Linked DNA regions of Rattus norvegicus: region 1 is linked to region 2. The links are chromatin contacts, called in public Hi-C maps. All regions are on one chromosome and are shown on one strand. Each heading gives the region's core, a stretch centred on a gene start, on an enhancer-like site or on the middle of the called end of the contact. The rest is flanking DNA. Distances are from core to core; before and after follow the strand shown.

Region 1 (6,548 bases), core at 593-3,092, 590 kb after region 2:
TAGGGAGACTAGAGCAAAAGGCACATGCTTCCATTTAGACATCAAGAACTTCCCCAACTTCCCCAACTGCCTTGAAGGATGGCTGACATTACCTAGGTGTTGGGGGTCCAGACGTGAGGCTCAGATTTGGGGCACAATGCACAAACAAACCAGCATGGGGCTCAGGGTCAGAAGCAGGATCTATCTACCCTTATGAGCTTACTCTGCTGGGGTTGTGCACCGAGTCCAGCATCGAGGACCACACAGATGGTGTTGCCTGCTGCCTTTTGAAGCTTCTGCTTCAGAGAGCCGCCATTCGAGGGAGACTGCCACAGAACAGTCTGGCTTTCATTTTGTGCCGGGATGCTGGTGAAATAGTACATTCTCATGACCTTACTAAGAAATGATTTTTTCTTATCTCCATGTGATAGGTGAAGAAACTGAGGCACAGATGACCTAAGTTTGCTAAAGGGTCACAACTAGTTAACCATTGTGTTTTACTGCCTCTTGCCCTTTCCATCCGAAAGAGAGACATGGGGGAGGTTGTTGCAGGAGGCTCTGGAGTCGCACCACCTTACCTGCAACCAAGTATATGCAAGGCTGGAACAAGGGATCAGATGCTTGGAGGATTCCTTCAGGAAACTTTTCTGGTGCGAAATCACCCCACAATCGTCCCAGACACCAGGTGTTGCAGACTTCTCCCTCAGACAAATTTGCAATTCTCCATGATAGCCCTAGGCTACCAAAAGCAGAATTGTGGTTCTGTGAATGGCTTTAGAGTTCAGGGAGAGGGAAAATGAAACAAGGCTTTTCTGGGAAAGTCTTTAGTACTGTCAAGGGACCCAGGTTATCAAGGTTGGGATGATGATATCCTCTGAGAGGAGGAGACTCAGAAGTCCTTGGCCTAGTGTGGGACACTTATTTCACAGACCTCAAAAGATCTACGAGGAGACTAGGAGAGCATTTGCTGGGGTTTGGTTGGGTGACTCGAGGGCGACAGAAGACATCACCACTTATGTGTGGTGTGGTAGGTTCCCTACTGGAGAGAGTTTAGAGGGGCTCATTCATCCATGTCCAGACACCGCCATGTAAGGAGAAGGGCAACCGGGAGCAAGTCTTGGAAGACAAAGACAGTCTGAAGGGCAGGCGCTTTTATGTAACCGACCTCTGCGCCAAGGGTCTCAGGAGGCTGGCGTTTCAAGTCCGGTCCGGCGCTATTTTCGTACAAATAGCAGCGGACAGCAAAGCGACCTAAGTTAGGCAAGTCCGCGGAGCTTTGGCGAACCAGGAGCCTGGTCTCCCTGCCGGTTCCCAGAGCCCAGCCTGATGAACTTGGGTTCCAAAGGCTCTGCCCTTGTCCCTCCTCCCTAGGACGGGTGACCTTGGACGCGCCACTTGACCTGTGAGCCTCAGTTTCCCAGACTGCACGTACAAGGCAGTGCTGGACGGCTTAGAGGTGCTCATCGGGGAGCCCGGGATGGAGACCCCAGGTCCGGGGACTAGAAGCGCCCCTACAATATCCCCGCCGCGGGTCCGCGCAGTCCCAGTGCCCCCACGAGGCGGCGCGCGCCAGGCGGTCGGCACAGCGCGCAGGCGCGGCGGGCGGGGCGGGGAGGGCGCGGGGCACTGCGCGGAGGCTCAGAGCGCGCGAGGCGGCGCGCGGGGCGGGTCGCAGCAGAGCCAGGCACGGTCGCCGCCAGCGGGCTAGTCCGGCCAGCGCTCCTCGGCTTCCCCGCCCGCTCCTTTAGCTCATCCCGCCGCCGTGCAGCCCGCGGCCCGCAGCGCGGTGATCTGGGGCTCCACGGGGCCGGGCTGAGCGGCCGCCGCCCGCCCCGAGCCGCCACCGCCGCCCGGCCGCCCGCCCGGCTTGGCCGCCGAGGCGCCTGGCGGGGTCCGCGCCGCCGCGGGCGGGCGGCTCGGGCTGCGGGGCGGCTGGCGCGCGCGCGCCTCGGGGCGGAGAAGCGGGCCCGGCGGCCGGCGAGCATGGAGGAGAAGTACCTGCCGGAGCTGATGGCGGAGAAGGACTCTCTGGACCCCTCCTTCACGCACGCCCTGCGCTTGGTGAACCGAGGTGAGCGCGCCGGCCGTTAACGGCACCCGAGTAGCCGGCTCCGGGGAGGAGGGAGGAGGCCCGACATCTGCATGGGACTGGAGGCGCTTCCGTGGGGACCCTGGTGGACCCAGGGGAAACTTCTGGGTGGAGGGCAGCGAGAGTGTAGGAGTCTGTGTCTAGACCGATCTTGGGTGAGCCCACCAGGGAGAGAGAGTGGGGCACCCTGGGACCAGGGGTGTTCGGGTGTCCAAGGAGCTAGAAGAAAGTGCTGCAGGGATACCGATGAGCTTGAGCGGATCGGCTGCGCAGGAGATGAAGGGAACAGGTGCTTGGGTTGTTAGTGAAGTTTGGGGACCTTGGAAGAGGTTTAGGGTCAGCTCCTTCAAGCACGATAAAGGGGAGGACTCCAGCGGCCCCGAGGGAGGAGCCCAGTCCCTCTCCCACGGTTTTTCTGTGTGTGCCTAGGCGGCCGCTGGCTGGGCAGTTTGCCGTTCCTGGGGGCGGGCACTCATGCCAGCCTGGCTGGCAGGCAGGCGGCCCTTGGAGGTCTCAGTTTGGGAGAGGAGGCCCGCCAGAGAGCCAGTTCTTGCTCGCCCTTTCTCTTTTTGAGACAAGCTGGGCGGGTGACCCTCATTGGTGTCAGGCTTAGGGTTGAACACATTGCCAAAGGAACCACCGCCTGTGCCATTTTTCACACTCCTCCAACCAGCGCGGGTGGAAAAGGAACCGGGAAGTGCCAAGGACAGGGACATTGGGGTTTATGGAGGCACGCCTACCCAAGGCAGTATTCTTCTGGTTTACTTCTCCTCTGGCTTCCTGAATCATCTGTTGGGATGGAAGGTAAATGAAGCTTGCCTTCCCCCAATCTATCTGCTACACCCGGGTCCAGCATGTTTCCCAGAAAGATGGTTAGGGAACCTCTGGTCTTTTTTTTTTTTTTTTTTTCTTTCTTCTTACTTCTTTTTTAGGGATATGGCAGAGACATCATCTGGTCAGATCTGTATCCTTTTTATGAATCACTTTGTGTAGTGGATCCTATGGTATGCTGTTCACAGTGCTGGTCCTGACTCTTATTGTTGGGAGAGAAAGATGAGGCAGACATATTCTATTTGTGTGTAGACACCTATGTTTTAGAACCACGACCCCTGCTCCTTGCCTGTTGTATACAGTTGTCAGGAGCAGGCTGTTGTCCTTTGTGCGGGTGGTGGAGAGACTTACCTTCTCCAAGAATTTAAGCTTCTTTCAATTGTTGAACAGAGATATGTTCGCCAGCCTCTCCCGTTAATGGCATGCTTATTTTGATTTCTTTCATGTAACGGGGCTTGTGAAAAAGTAATGGGCGTTCACTCTTAAATTGGCGAAAAAGAATTTTAAGTTTTACTGCCTGGTTCCTCTGAACAGTCTTGTAGTTAGGTCCCTGCAGTTAGGTTACAATTGTACTCCCCACTCCCTGTGATTTACGTGTATCATTTGCTGCTTGCCCGGGCTGTCGTCTCTGTAAGAAAATTCTTTGTACGTTGTGTGAGATCAGTGGCTTAGAAATGGTGTGGACTGTGAAACCAAGTACAGTTTTCCTGGTGAAGAGACTAAATCAAACTTGGGTTCTCCTCCACCAGGGAAACTGGTTTGAAAAGATAATGAGTTCTTTTAAAAGTCCGGCTTGTTTTCCCGTACTGTGTTGTCGTAGCCGAGTGCTGTTAAGATGTCCACAATTCTGTCGGTTCCTGTGTGTCTGCTGGGGGTAATGGTGGCCTGGGAGGTGTTTTCCGGACTTGTTTGGCTTTAACTTGGTTGCCTTGCTTTTCATCAGGACGGTAATTCTTGTGAGAAGTGCATTTCTTACTGGTGAAGGAAACGCTGCTGCTAGGATGCTCCCGTTACTGCGGGTTCTTACATGACTTGAGATGGAGCCTGGTATCCAGGACACAGTGCTCTGTCATTTAAAATATTAATTATGGTCTGTTACGTAACTCCTAACATTACAAGTGCCTTTAAAAAAAAAAAAAACAACCATCAGGTCTAAAGTCAGCATTCGGGTGAATTTTGGCAAAGTTTCATTTGAAATCTGATAGCTACCCTCTCACTGGTCATATGAAAGTGTTGTTATTCTTATTTTGCTGTGTAATTTTTGCTCCAAGAAAAGCCTTTTTAGAGTTATGCTGGAATCTCCCACAGGTGGGAATGGTCGGTACGGAGATGAACCTTTACCATGTGTGGTGTGTGGCACGTAAGAGACACTCTGCAGCTCCTGTCTCAGAGGCTGATGGTCCTTAGGGTTTTGCACAGTTTGCAAAGTTTCCACAGCACTTGAGCACTTGCTGTCTAGTTCTATCCTCATACTTCCAGGCCTGCAGGCAAGACAATCAGTGCTTTCTGAGAGGCTACTGGGACCCCTACTGCGCATCAGCCTGTAGGTATTGAGAATTAATTTGAACTCACATCTTCTGTCTTGAATGGCATTCTTCTTTCTATATGTGACTTGCGCCCCCCCCCAAAAGTTGAAATGAACTCTTCTTGAGTATCAATTTAAACCACTATTGAAATCAATACAGTGAGTATGATTGTACATGGTTAATTTAATATGAGAGGGAAGTACTATGTCCTTTAAAAAGATTGACACTGTTGTAAGAGACAAGGGGCTCTTTCTGCATTTTGAAGAAGCAGACCTCCATTGTAGACTTCGGAAGGATTTAGTTCCCCAGCCAAGGCACCTGTGAATTAAAGCCCTCCCGTGACCAGTATTTTAGTTTAGTAATCAGCACCGTACCATAATGAGACAGATTATAAATGAGACATAGTTATTTCAGAATGCGGTATTCATAAACATCGATCTGCGCCCTGGCTGAGTTATCGCTGTTGCTACAGTCTTTAAGTAAGGACTGGAGCAGATAGCCCTCAGGTGAGACCTCGGCTAGTGCGGGTGCACGGCTGCCTTTTGTCCAGGTTCATGATGGACATGAGTTACCCAGGTGACTTTTAATTTCCAAAGGAAGCTGCTTCTCTCTCGTTGCCCCAGTGTAAAATTTCATTCGACAACAAAAGTAAGGCTAGTGCTTAATTGGCATTGAAGACAAAAGAAGTCAGGCTTGGTAAGAAAGGAAAGAAATTGGCCTTGGCGTTCGCTCACTGTGCCCTGCTTGGTCCCCCAGTCATGCCTACAATGGGAACTGCTGTGCTTCTTGTTATGGAGGTCAGTTAGACTACAGGGGTGGTGCTTGCCCTGTGTTACATTTGCCAGAAAGAGATATTCCGACCTATAAAATCCCTCTCCAGGATGTCTTTCTTGTGTCATGATTTAATCTCACATTTTGGTTTGGATGGCTCGCTGTTCAAGTCTGTCCAAGGCATAACCCCGTGTTTTTAATTATCTAATAATGTAAAGATTGGTGGCTATTCTCAGCCAAGTTATATTTAGTTGTTGTTGGTTACAGGAGGAAGCAGAGTGAAGTGAGGCTGTCTGTGAGCCCACACTGATAAGCCCTTTGTTGCTATTTCAAAATAATGGTTTTCGTGTGCCCTCAGCTTCTCAAATATTAGGGCTTTTTGCGTTATTTAAGCAAAAAGGTGTGAGCCTATGTATGTGCAGAAAGAGAGTCATTAGCCCGTAGTTCCTTGTACTGAACAAAACTCCATGGTGAAGCTTCCGTTTTGGGGAGTCCCTTTTGGAAAATCGTTTGGCTCTGGTTGAGTGCGCTCTGACCTGCACAGAGAGGGCTCAGCACGGAGATTAGCAGAGTGCTGTCTAGGCGTGGCACCCATATTCTTCCGAGTGAGCTTCCCTACCTCATCCAGAAGAGGCTGCCATTAGTTCTTGTTTGTTTGTTTCTCTTCTGGTTGTGAGTATTTGGGTTTACATTTGTAGGACATGGATGTAGTGACTCAGTTTGAGGTCAGTGACTTCTGAATTTTGTGCAATGCCTCACAGAGAGATACAGTGTTCTGGCACTTGGACCCTTGGGGACTAAAAGTGCCAGGCTTTTTGTGCTGACTGCTGGAGAAGAGGTGAGGAACCAGAAGCCCCGTATTCTACTTTAGGAGAGAATGAGTTTCAGGTTTATAGATGTCTTCTTTCCTCAGAACTCAGTCCCCAGCTGTTCTTTGGAGATACAGAGTGATCCGAGGTTCGGATGAACTGGAATAATGTTTCTGAGAGCCTTCTGTCCCAGGTGATGCTTGTATTTTAATTACTGCCAGCACCGCAGGGATGGAGAGGTCTTTGGGCCAGGATTTCAGTTGTAGAACCTGTCTGAAATAGCACACTTCGAGGGCGTCAGAGAGAAGCCAAAAGTAGGTTGTCCGGTTTGCCAGACTACTCTGTTCTGACCCTCGGAGGTCTGGGAAGTGAGGTTGCTGTCCAGTGTTGGCTAGCAACAAGCGCAGACTCGGAAAGCCTCGCCTCCTGATGTGCAGTTCCTTGTCTTGCTCCCTGACCACATTGGGTTGAAAGATGCATTGTCTATTTTTACTCGTCTCCCTGCAGGTTTCCTCTCCCCACCGAAGGGCAGAGCTCATTGCC
Region 2 (5,929 bases), core at 3,328-5,827:
TGAGCCATCTTTCCAGCTCCAAATTCAAATTGTTGCTAGTGGTCCTGGCATTCTATATAGAATTATATAGAATGTACTCTTTAATCTTTCCGTGAGGCAAAGCAATTATCATTAGTCTTAGTATAGGATGGGAGTGTCTGAAATTCTTTTATGTTAAGCAATTATATGCATGTACATTGGTGATTTTGATGCTAGCAACATTTCCACTAATGCAGGCCTGTAGGACTGCAGCTTCAGGCAACATTTGTATGTGTTCTGCGGTCATAGGATTACTCTTTGTACAAGGCTGAGTCCTGGAGTGTCTTTTTCGAAGGACGTAAGTTAGAATCCTAGCTTTTTCACTTATTAGCTCTTGAGACTTTGGGCAAATAATTGTCTAAGGCTTCCTTACTTGTAGAATGGGCATTCTAATGCTGCTTCCTTCATAGGATGCTTTGAAGATGAAGTGATGTCATTACTGTTAATCCTTAGACGCATGCCTGAGCAATAACAGGTGCTCAGCAAAGGTGAACTCAGTTGTGGGGTGTTGCGGGGATTTGAACTGCTGTGGCTTCCCACCTTTGCCTGATGACAAGGTCTTTTTAGCCTAACTCTAGTCTTAAAGTCACCTTGCTATGAATTTAAAAAGCACCCCATGTCCAAGTCACTTTGTTTCAGCCTTCCAGAAACAGCTTAATAAATATTCAAATTTATTTTGAGTCTGAACAGCCCTCCCAGAGTGTTCCTGTGTGAAAATGCCATGCTGAGACCCTGGATCTGTTCTGAGCAAGAACATTTTCCCTTACCTAGGGGGCCAGAAGGAGCCAGACATCTTTGATAAACGACCTCCCTAGCTCCAAATGAGAGTGGCCCAAGGATGACAGCCTAGACCTTTCCAGGCAGGTTGGGGAGCAGAGACTGACACTTTGTAGGGGCAAGGACCACAGCCATATCCTGGGAAAGGAGAATTGGAGTTCTTGAGCCCCTAGAAGGAAAGGTTTGGGGTGATTCTAAAGCAAAAGTCCTAGAGCTGAGAAATGGCAGAAATGGGCTGTCTGAGTCTCCATCTATCATGTTGCAGGCTACAGATGACATTTCTGTGGAAAAATCCTCAACACGCAGAAGGAGTATGTGGTTCCACAAAAGCCAGCCTTCTAATAGACTGTGTAGAGTTTGACAGGGAGGACTTTTAGCTGCCATCATGATAAGTAGAAAACAAGAGATCATGTCCCATGTTTCATATCATGTGAACTCTATTGTCTCAGTAGCATTGGGTTAGGGGTTCAGTCAGAGTTGAAATCTTTCCTCACCACTTTCTTGACTTTAGACAATTAGTTTCTTCACAATAGCATTAGATGCTAACACTCTTACTGAAAATGTTGTAAAGGTTCAATGCACTAGAGTTAGGGACAACATGTGACATGTAAGCGCTCAACAAACACTGAGTATTTATATCATGGTAGAGTCTCCTCCATTCTTTATCTTAGATAGACTTAGTGCTACTCTTGGCTGATGAGGTAAGATAGACTCAGTTTGATTTTAAAACAGTAGCATGACTGTCTTAGTCACTGTTCTGTTTCTGTGAAGAGGATACTGTAGCCAAGGTAACTCTTATAAACCATTTATTTGGGAGCTTGCTTACAGATTCAGAGGCTCAGTACATTATAATCATGGTGGGGAGCATGGCACTGGAACAATAGCTGAGAACTGATTCACACCCAGAAAAAGAGATAAAGAGAGAGAAACAGAGACAGAAGGACAGACAGATACCTTCCTCCTCACACACACAGAGGGGGAAAGATATGGAGCCTGGCATGCATGGTCTTATGAAAGCTCAAAGTCCACCCCCACTGGTTTCAACAAAGTCATCCCTACTTCAACAAGGCCACATCTCTTAATCCTTTTAATCCACTCCGTTGTGACTTGGCATTCACACATATGAAACTATGGGGGCCATTCTTGGTCAAAGCCTCACAATGGCATTTCTTGAATTAGGGTGATAACAAGCACCACAGTTCTTCTGCATGTTCAGTTCTTCTCATTATTATTGTGCATTGAATATCCACAGGCTCAGGGTTTCTGTCTTTGCCCTGATTATGATACTGTCATGGAGTACCTAATACTCAGACTTCTCCTTTACTCTACTCTGTCAACTGTTGATTTAGAGTCAATCCCTTCGGCATCCATCTCTGTATTTCCTGCTGCCTTGGAATGCGGTCTGGAGAGTATTTCCATGCTACAGGTATTCTGGCTCATCATCATCATAGGAAAAAGGGAGAAGTGAAACCATAGCAGTGGGCAAATAAACTCTGTAAAGTGATGTCAGCCATGTTCTTAGCTTGCAGTTCTTGCTTTTGTTTCTGGAATGTTCAGAGATCCTGCTAATTGTCTGCCCTTTTCTGTCCTGTTTCCTTAACTGCTCTGCTTTGTGTAGATACAAAAAAACACAGACAAGCTAGCTTAACACTTTGTTGTGTGGGTCACCCTACGGCAGTGTGAATGCCAGCAAGAGAGGCAAAGGAGAAAGGCTGAGAACCAAAAGCAGTAGGTACATCCTTGAGTGACTTCTGTATCACAAGGGAACACATCTGGTCACTTGTAACATGTTCTTAGTGCACCACTGTGGAACCCTCTCATGGGTAATAAGAGGTAGAATACTCCTGGGGAGCTTCTTGTTTCCTGCCACATTAGTCTATTTATTCCTGGAAAATTGCCTCTTCTGTCCTTTTAGCTGATGTAGGGGCAGAGGCAGGAGTAAGATCTTATACCATACAACATAGTTCCACTTATGTCTAGGAGTGGCCATAGAGCTAGAGCCTCAGCCTGCTCAGATTAGGTTTCAGTAATGGAGTGGCTTGATCTTTGTTTGAACAGGGTGTAGAGAAGCCTCTTGAGGGCAGCTTTCAGAAGTAGTGGTTGGTGCTCTGGTTTGAGGCCAAATTTGGTCCTGGGGGAAAATAGGTGGATCTGGAAGGAAGACTTCCTTTTCACTAGTAACAACAGCCGGAACTAGTTCCATGGTATGCTGCCTCCCTAACAACCTATTTTTTCAACCTTGCTGAGCAGGGAGGTAGAGTGATGGGTGAAACATTCACATTGTCTCTTGCCCTAGAACCAAACATGGGTCTCTGCTCCCATCATCTTTTGCTAGTTGGTGACCTTCACCCAACTTCCAGGGAGGGTGATAAATGTAGAGGACACCAGGAGCTTTATTTATTTTTTATCTGCACAGCATTCTTCTTCCCCATTCCCTTCTCCTGATAGCTTCAGGGTTGGCTAAAATTTACATGGCAGCTTCCCTTTGCTCACAGGTCCAGATCTTATGCTGCTATGCATTACGAAACAACATTGTATCAGTTTTCCTTTACCTGTCTTCAGGCCATGAGGACATCAATTAATCCATGCCCCTTCCTACTAGATGCTGCCAGGAATGGGACTCATTTATATAGTCAGATGCTTTGTTGGAGTGTCCCTGTTGGACTGGGCAAATGACAATCAGTTTGCAAACTGCATTTTAATGTCACAGGTGTATAGTGGCTTTGAGCCCCACCTGCTTTGACCTTCATGGGATCTTATAGCATCTGCTCCTCGGAGGTGCCAGGGTAACACCTACACCGTGATGATGTACAGTCAACTTATCTGCACAGCATCCTATTACTCCATTTTTCTCATATTAAAATTTATTTTATGTGTTTTTATTTATCTTTTGTTTAGTTTTCTCTAATGCCGCAGATGCCATCAATCCATGTTATTATTCTGAAGACCTATTTTTGGAGGGCTCAGATACCTCCCTGAAATGGAATGGAATCATTTGCAATGGCGATAGACCCATTAGGGCTTTCTCTGCCTTTATAGTCTCCTCACCTTTTTGTCTGCCCCGGCTGTGGGAACTGCCCAAGCATGGTGCCAGGAAGGCAACTCTGATTTTACCATTTCAGCCAAAAGTAGTCTGCGGGTTCCCGTCGAGAGACTTATTTTTTCCCCGTTGGAATTGGAAAGACCTCATGACACAGTGTCTTAGTATAGAGCTCGTCCCCTTCACTATGCGAACACTGATGGCCCCTTTCCACTTTAGCCTTCCAAGATTATGAAGAGATGATTAACAGGAGGTCTCCTTCCTCATTTGGTCTGCCAGTCTCATGCTTCATCTTCCTCTCAGTCATCCATGTGGCTTCTGAGGGATGAGTCAGGTGCTCGTGTGCCTTCCCAGCACTGTCAGCATCTTTAACAATTCCCCAGACCGTTAAAAGTCCCAGAAGACATCCTTTTCATACCACCGCCATATTCTAGTATCAGATGCACCACCATCAATTGAATCCTCTCACTCTTCTGTGTCAGGCTGTGCTACACGGTGAACAGAGACAGGAAAGCATGCCTCTAAATCTTTATATCTTGGATTTTTGCCTTATGGTATTTTCCACAGTGAGATCACACATAAAGCCTTAATCTAGGGTTGTGGTAGACATGGCCTCCTGAGGCTTCCTGTCCTTTCTCCCATGGACAGTTGAGGTATGGAGTCTCATTTTACAGGTGGATAATCAAGTGCAGAGTGTTTAATCACCTCTTGCTCTCACACAGATGACAGATATTTCCTTTCTGCAAATCCCTTTCTTGCTGAAGGGAGGCTTTCTCACTCATGCCAGATGACGTCATCTCTAGGCCCAGCTGTCCACAGAAACTCAAAGCTGTGAGTGTTGGAAGTCACGATTTCCTAGCCCTTCTTTGAGCTTCTAAAGCAACAACAAAAAATTACATACCTTGTTCTTCCTGTCCACAGTTCTAAAGGCTTAGAGAGTTCAGACAGCTTTAGAATTCTGCTCTGACTGAGGTTTGATGCACACAGGATAAGCACCGAATCATATTGGCTGGATGGTTTCCTTCTTTAAAGCATTTTTATATCTGAAAACACATCTGATCTCTGTTGCACCCCTGTTGAGGTCTCAGAGTCAGGCTTGATGCTCCTGGGGATAATTAAATGGTTTCAGAGAAAGTCAAGGTCACAGAGGGATATCAGGGTAGATCTAGATCTTGACACCCTGGTTTTCCAAGCCAAGGTCTAGCTGATTCTATTAAGCAGCATCTCACTTTAGAAAACAGGAAGAAGTGCCAGAGAATCAGAGCGAATTATTGCTGAAAAGTCTTTGGAGCTCTGGAGTGGGAGTCGGGTGGGCGTGGGTGTAGTTAGTGAAGGGTGTATAGGGGTGGGCTGAGGCTGGGTTGTGGAATGTTTTAGCTTTTCTGAATCTCAGATTTCTCTTCTGCAGGAGGGGAACAAGTCACTGACCTCCTCCCACTGTTACTGTGTTCCGGTGAATCTTAGAATCTTTATATGTTTTTTTTTTATCAGAGTGCATGTTGTACAGCATATTATCAACTGCATGAGTAATACTGAATGAAGATTTGTTAATGCAAGTGGAAAGTCCGAATTGAAGCCCTTAGAACTGTAGAATACATAGATAGGACAAACCTCCAGTTCAACAATCTAGACCCAGCAAAAGAAAAGGATTCCCCACAGTGGGGTAGAACCAGGATTAGAGCCAAATGTTCATCTTGCAGCCCAATGTTATTGTAAAATTTTGCTTAGATTCCTGGTGGATTTATTGTGTGTATTTCTGTGTGTGTTTGTGTGTGTGCATGCATGCATGACTATGCATGTGTGTAGGGGCTGGCAGAAGCCCACCGGACCTGTGATTTCTTGTTCTTCCAGGGATGAAAGTTTGGTGACACAGTGAGTGATTTACATACTTCAATCCAACTTTCATACTGATGGACTCCATGTATGATTTTAAAAGAAGAGTAAACGGTCCCCTTTCCATTCACTTGCTTCCAGTTTCACAGGTGGGAGGGCTCTCATTATAGAGGTGAGAAAATTGGGGAAAATTTCAGATGGATTTTTACGGGGTTCTCAGGTCTCACGTGACTAATGTCTGTATGTGTGTGTACCTGCTAT

Evidence for each region. A called contact is a pair of places that touch in the nucleus more often than the background predicts.
Region 1: a contact with region 2 is called in a Hi-C map of prefrontal cortex, with 4 times the contacts expected there. The contact joins the promoter of Khdrbs3 here to the enhancer-like site in region 2. A contact is called at or near these places in 3 of 12 Hi-C or Micro-C datasets (the A7r5 cell line, frontal cortex and prefrontal cortex).

Annotation. Positions count from the first base shown.
Region 1 is chr7:102,725,001-102,731,548 of GRCr8, forward strand. It overlaps Khdrbs3 (KH RNA binding domain containing, signal transduction associated 3), which reads left to right and starts at 1,843. Exons shown (of 9, transcript NM_022249.2): 1 at 1,843-2,050. The coding sequence starts at 1,963.
Region 2 is chr7:102,131,359-102,137,287 of GRCr8, forward strand. No RefSeq gene overlaps it. Among named protein-coding and RNA genes, the nearest start is that of H3-7l, 12 kb to the right of the region's middle. Within about 2 kb of position 4,578, at least 7 of the 93 cell types and tissues checked have an H3K27ac peak or open chromatin away from gene starts, as enhancers often do.